2 separate regions of the Mus musculus genome follow, and region 1 is linked to region 2. Evidence: chromatin contacts called from public HiChIP or PLAC-seq data. All regions are on one chromosome and are shown on one strand. The core of a region is the stretch at or near the end of the contact, and the rest is flanking DNA. Distances in the headings are between cores, read along the strand shown.

Evidence for each region. HiChIP or PLAC-seq counts read pairs in DNA pulled down with a chosen protein or histone mark.
Region 1: an H3K27ac HiChIP or PLAC-seq map of the HPC-7 cell line shows a contact between it and region 2, with 6 times the contacts expected there. The contact joins the promoter of Cd300ld here to the enhancer-like site in region 2. A contact is called at or near these places in 7 of 39 promoter capture datasets (the 3T3-L1 cell line, the C10 cell line, the HPC-7 cell line and 3 more), 12 of 484 Hi-C or Micro-C datasets (the BV-2 cell line, the HPC-5 cell line, bone marrow-derived macrophages and 6 more), 5 of 115 datasets of contacts at active chromatin or transcription factors (the HPC-7 cell line, bone marrow-derived dendritic cells, bone marrow-derived macrophages and 2 more) and 3 of 9 other capture datasets (adipose tissue, bone marrow-derived macrophages and pancreatic islet).

What each region holds. Positions count from the first base shown.
Region 1 is chr11:114,988,420-114,991,801 of GRCm38.p6, reverse strand. Cd300ld (CD300 molecule like family member d) reads left to right here and starts at 1,916. Exons shown (of 4, transcript NM_145437.2): 1 at 1,916-2,031. The coding sequence starts at 1,992.
Region 2 is chr11:114,915,661-114,918,771 of GRCm38.p6, reverse strand. No RefSeq gene overlaps it. Among named protein-coding and RNA genes, the nearest start is that of Cd300lb, 17 kb to the left of the region's middle. Within about 2 kb of position 1,446, at least 46 of the 459 cell types and tissues checked have an H3K27ac peak or open chromatin away from gene starts, as enhancers often do. A contact at or near this core is called in the BV-2 cell line, the HPC-5 cell line, the HPC-7 cell line and 5 more, where this site is marked.

The DNA.
Region 1 (3,382 bases), core at 667-3,166, 73 kb before region 2:
ATGAATTATATTTTTATTTTGAGATCTTTAAAAGATTTGTTTTATTATAATTGTGTGAGTGTGTGTGTGTGACACAGAAACACATGCACTTGTATGTGAAGTGCCCCTGGGTAACAGAATAGGGCGATGGATCATCCAGAGCTCAAGTCACAGGTGGTTGTGAGCCATCACTCGTGGGTTTGGAACCACACTTGGGTCCTCTGACAGAGCAGTATGCACTCTGTCACTGAGCTGTCTCTCCAGTCCCTGACTTTATGTTTAATTATCTATATGTGTGTATGACTGTGTGTGTGTATACGCACGTGGATGCAGTTGTCTGTGATGATCAGAGGTGGCTCTTACCCATAAGCCACCTCTCTAACTCCTAATATTTATTTCATTATGTGTTTCAGCCTAATACAGAATGAATACATCTGGAGATGTGGCTCAATGGTAGCATGCTTGTCTACAGTGCATTAAACCCTGGTTTTGATCTCAGTCCACACAAAAAAGGAAAATATTATTAAATGACGTTTTGTGTTGGTAGCTGAGGTGGGGTGTGTGTGTGTTTGTGACGGATTGTGTGTGTTAGGTAATGTATGTGTGTATTTTTGTGGTGCATGTGTGTATGTGAGGGTGAGGTGGGTTATATGTGTGTGTATATATGCATGTGTGAGGTAGGTTGTGTGTGTGGTGGGTTATGTGTGTGTATGTGTATTTGTGTGTATATGTGTGTGGTGTGTATTTGTATGGTGTGTGTGGTGTGTGAGTGTATATGGTATATGTGTGTTTGTGCTGTTTGTGTGCATATGTGTGTGATCTGTGTGTATGTATGTGTGCTGGATTATGTATATGTGGTATATGTGTGTGGTCTGTGTATATATCTGTGTTGTGTATATGTGGTATGTGTGTGCATGGGCATGTGTTCATGTGTGTATGTGCATCTGTGTGTGCATTAGTGTGTACATTCATGTGTGTGTAGATTCTCCTGTGTGAATGTGTGTGTGTATGTGCATATGTATGTGTTTGTAAAATTCCTCCCATAATAATTTGATACCAGGGATACATGTACCTATATCTACATATCTACACTTGAAATTGGTCCTCTGGATTTAAACCAACTGCAGATTCCCACAATATGGGAGGCTTACTGGAGGAAGAGAGCTTGAAGCCAGCTTGGGCTGCACAGCAAAACTCTGTCTTACAGAAACAGAACCAGGGCTTGTGGATTCAGGGCAGTGGGTAGAGTGCATTCGTGAAACCTTGGTTTCAGGCTTCAGAGTCTCATAAAAGAGCATGGTGGGGAATGTCCGTAACGCTAGCACTTTAATGTTGGAAAAAGGAAAATGAGAAGCTCAAGGCCAGCTTTGGCTCCATGAGACTTTCCTTAAAACCCACAGTCTCCCTTGTTCTTTGAGTCAATGCCTGTGTCAATAGTAGCCATTGTGGCAGATGCCCCTGGCCACAGAAATCCGTGCTGAGACGTCCATAGCTAGATGAATTCCTGCTGCCCCAGGCTGAGCCTTCAGAAATGCCCTCTGCCACCCAGGGCTTAGCCTAGGCTACTGCCACGGGCTTAGCCTGGGCTGCCTTGTACACTCTTGCTACTACAGCCACTATGCCTTTGGTTGTTCTCCTCTCCCATGATCCCCTGCAACTCAGTTACTTCCTAGGTGAGGGCTTTGCTGTATCCCATCCTTTGTGTCTGTCTCTGCTGATCTGTGTGTCTGCATCTCTCCTCCTGATTCCCATCTGTCTTTCAAGTTCATGTGTCCCATTGCATCTACTCATTAGAGGAAGTTCCCTGTTCACCCGGCTGTCACTCTTTTCCAGTGACTTGGTTGTCTCAAAGATTGACATCATCTTCTTCCTGTATGCAAAATTGAGAAATTTTGTCAAGGAAGTTACTGAGAGAAGTGAACAAGAGAGACCTAAAGGCAACTCAAGCTGAGCTGCGAGTCCTCACAGGGTCCTGACATCTGTCGTCAACAAGGACATGAGAGGAGACGACCATGTGGCAGTTCTCTGCTCTACTCCTATTCTTCCTCCCAGGTAAGTAGCAAGGGCTTTAGACACTTCCATGTCAGTGGTGAGGGCGACCAAGACGGTCTGTTCTGTGTTAGAGAAACCTGGCTGATCTATTCACCAGCTGCTTACCCCTAAAAGAAAAGGCAAGTTTTTTGACATCTTGTGGATTCTATGTGTACTGCAGAAAAACAAATTTCAAAATAAAAAATAAAAATAAAAGCCAAAAACAAACCTTCCAACCCTAGCTGCTCCACGAAAGCCGATGAGTGAGTGGATGAACTAATTCTCACAAAATGTATTTTGGGTTTCATGTTTGGCACATGCAGCCTAGGATGCCCCTGAACTTGTGATCCTCCGGACTCCACCCTCTGAGTGCTGGGGTTTCTAGATGCAGCTCCATCTCCCGTTCTGCTGTGAGCTTTAGTTGACACAGTAATGAATACTTACAGGGGCTGGGTGTGGTGGTGATTACCTTTAATGCCAGCACTCAGAAAGCAGAGGTGGGTGGACCTCTGTTGGTTCAAGGCCAGCCTGGCCCACATTTTGAGAAAACCTGATGGAGTACAATGTGGCTTTTTCACAAGTTTGTACAAGATGTAGTGATCAGATCAGGGTAGCTGGGCTTTCATCAGTCATTTGTCATTTCTTTGTAATCTTGTGTATGAGGTATTTTGAAATATTCTGTTGTCAGACATATTTTCATCTCTCTCATACAACACTAAAAGTTGTCATTCTCATCAAATAATAGATACCCCTGTGTCCTACAAACTCTATCTCTAATTGCAAGCACTCTCCTGTCTTCCCTAATACCCTTCCCAGGCTGATAACCTCTTTTCTATTTTCTACTCCTTTGAGGTTAACTTTTGTTCTTTTGAGAAAAAATGTGTCTCTGTGATATATGTGTGAAAATGTTTGTGTGTATGTCTCTCTGTGTGTGTACACACATGTGCATGTGCTCTCAGGTGCACACATGGGTGCACACATACATGTGGAGATTGACACTGGATCCCTTTCTCTAACACTCTCCACCTTGTTTATTCAGACATGGTCTCCCGCTGCTCCTGAGCTCACAGATTCAGTCTATCTGGCCTGTGATCTCCAGGATCCTCCTGTCTTTCGGGTTACAGACACCCCCACCTCACCTGGCTTTCTACCAGGCAGACCCATAGTCTGCAAAGATTCCCACACTGCAGGCTGTCTCTCCATGCTGTTGGTTGTGTCCTTTAAGTTTAAAATAATTACATTCAGCAATTTTTTGTTTTCTAACTTGTGGCATTAGGAAATGTTTTGTTGTTGAAGCCAATACCCTGAAGAACTTTCTTTATACTTTTTCTTCCTCCCTCCCTCCCTCCCTCCCTCCCTCCCTCCCTCCCTC
Region 2 (3,111 bases), core at 197-2,696:
GGGAACTGGCTTCCTACTTGGCAGAAAGAGACATGTATGTGGGTAACTGACATCCTGGTTGGTATGTTAAGACATGAATGTTAGACAAGGCAAGTTCCCTGCCACCACTGAATACCCCAACCAACTGAATCAGGATGCATGTACAACAAAGGCATGTTTCTAAGGAAACCACCATCCCTAAATCCTGATTGGTGGAATCACTTGGCACACATGATTGTAGATTTGGGACTTAAAAGCCCTGTAGGATCTTAACTTAAGGATGCAGTCCAGATCAAGGACGCAGTTCAGCTCCCGAGTCTGGGCTGCATCCCTGATGGATCAGTATTGGGATGTGATGTTCAATAAGCCATCCCTATTTGACCAAGATTGGTGTCTGAGTGGTTTGTGCGGTGATTCCCAGACCCCACCAGGTACGCTCAAAACAGCCATGCCGCTCTTACATCAGTGAGTCCGTCTTGCCTGACAGGTTGATATTGTAATATTCAAAGTTTATATTGGGTAAGACCACTGATCGTCCCCCTGGGTAAGTATCCCCATCACGTACATAGCGCTTTCCTGCACTATTAGCTTCTAAGGAGAAGCTTCCAGCTTTATTCTTTTGTGACCTATAATTGCATTGTGTGATGTTCTTGCATGCGCCCGACTGGCCAGGAAGAACGACGCTGCAACAGGACCCTTCCGCACACGTTTATTGGGAGAGCTTGATTACAGAGGCGAAGTGACCCCAAGCCCAGAACTGGTGCTGCTTATATAGGCCTAGGAGAGGTGTTCTCTCTCATCTGATTGGTTAACTTGTCTCTCATCTGATTGGTTAACTTGTCTCTCATCTGATTGTTTAACTTTGGTTAATTCTCAAAACCTCATCTTGGCAAAAGAACCTTTACTGCCTATGTATGTGTGGTGGCCAGCAGTAGCCAACTGCCACTCTGCAACTGCCACTCTGCAACTGCCACTCTGCAACTGCCACTCTGTAACTGCCACTCTGCAACGGCTTCCCACATGATGTCTTCAGCAATAAGGTAAACCATCTATATTTTAACACTCACTTTTTATTTTGTGTTTCTGAGTGTTTTGTCTATATATATATATGCATGCCTCATGCATGCCTGGTGTTATAGAAGCAAAATGTGGGTACCCTAGCCCTTGGAACTGGAACTACAGATGGTTCTGAGCTGCCATGTATGTGCTGGGAACTGAACCCAGGTCCTCTGCAAGAGCAGGTAGCACTCTTAATCGCTGAGTCATCTCTCCAGCCCCCCAGTTATATTTTAACTGTTTCTCATCTGTTCATGTTCCTACTTTGCTCCTAGGTAGATGATTTTGAATCTACCACATTAAGCTCCCCTCCTTGAAGAGCCTCCTGGTTCGGGCATTTGGCTCAGGGCAGCCACCACTTCCTCTATGTTCTCACTGTTGACTATGCAGGACTTGAAGCCAGTCTAGTTGGGGCCTTTGTGGGTGGGCTGATGCAAGTTCCTTCCTGTTCTCTGGCCGTCGCCATCTTTACCTTCGTGCTAACACTGACTCCTCCTAGTTCCCAGGAAGCACACAGCACACCGTCATCACACTCAGCCCCAGTGGCTTCCAAGGAAGAGATGAACCGTCTCTTCTAAAACATTCCATGAGGCACTCTTTCCACATCTCCCTTGAACTGTTGTGGCCTGGTTCAGACTCATAGGGTCACCTTTAAACAAACCAATGATAAGATGAGTGTGAGCACCTCGCAACCAGGTGCAGAATCCTCTGCCAGTTCACTGTGGGTGTGGCAGTTGGGCAGGAGGCTTCTGAGCAAGCTTTGCTGGAACTCTGCTCTGCTCTTGGACCTTTCACATATTGCCCCTTAGTGTGTGTGGGCACAGCAGCCCCTCACTCTCTCATCCTGTCTCAACAGGGACCCATCATGAGAGCCCAGGGTTCACACTAAAGCATCCCTCTCCTGCATAAAACTGATATTTTGCAGATGGCATTTTTTGTGTGTGAGTGTGAGTTTTCTGTGGGATGCAGTCTTGGAAATTTGACCTTTCAGCTCAGCCTCTCAGCTCAGTCTCCAGGACAAGGTAATGTTTCTCTCTTCAACAAAAGGTTCTATGAGGGAACTGATTCTTCATAGAGGAAGCCTAGATGATCACTGCTTTCCAGATGCGTGTGACAAATCCAGTAGCTATATTCCTGCCAATGTATTAATAATCCATCAATAAATAACTAAATAACTAACAAAAGAAGGAAGGAAAAAAGGAAGGAAGGGAGGAAGGAAGGAAGGAAGGAGGGAGGGAGGGAGGAATATTGTATTATTTGGCTGCCAATTTATCCCTTAAAACTATTCATCAGGGAACAGGCATTTCTCCAGTGTTAACTCGGGTCCCCTCTCTGACTCTGGGGAGGATACATCTTAATCTCAGGGTATCCTCAGGTGGCATCAGCCAAAGGAAGATAGAGTGCTGCTGGCATAGGGTTAGAAGGAAGTGACAGAAATCCCACCAGTCACAGCTTAAAGTCCCTGTCAAAAGGTCCCTGTGTACAGCTGTGGCACCCAGTGTGACCCCTTGACAAAGCTGTTTGGCTGGACCTCCACCTTGGATATTACTCTTTTTAACTTTATGTCTTTATTTTGTGTATATGGATATTTTGCCTGCATGTATGTATGTGTACCATGTATGTGCCTGGGGTCCACGTAGGTCAGAATAGGGTATCAGACCCCTGAACCTGGAGTTACAGATAGCCGTGAACCACCATGTGAGTTCTGGGAATTAACCCAGGTCCTCCGAAAGAGCAGCCAGTGCTCTTAACCACTGAGCCATCTCTCCAGCCCTTTGGACATTAATCTTATCCATCAGTCACTGGGCCACTTACCTGGGTTATCAGAGATGCAGCAAGATGCCACATGTCATAGATTCAATTATGTAGGAGAGAGGACACTCTGATGTGTCTTTCTAGGACTCATTTAGTGATGTGCCTGTGTCGAGAGCCATTGTCTGCTTCCTACAATAACTAGTGCTGGAAATTTCCCAACATATAGACTTGCCAGGATAACAGAAAGTCAACACTGCCCTTCTTCCGACTCTGACACACAGAGACACCACAGGACACCTAAGAGCAGTGAATACCGTTTCA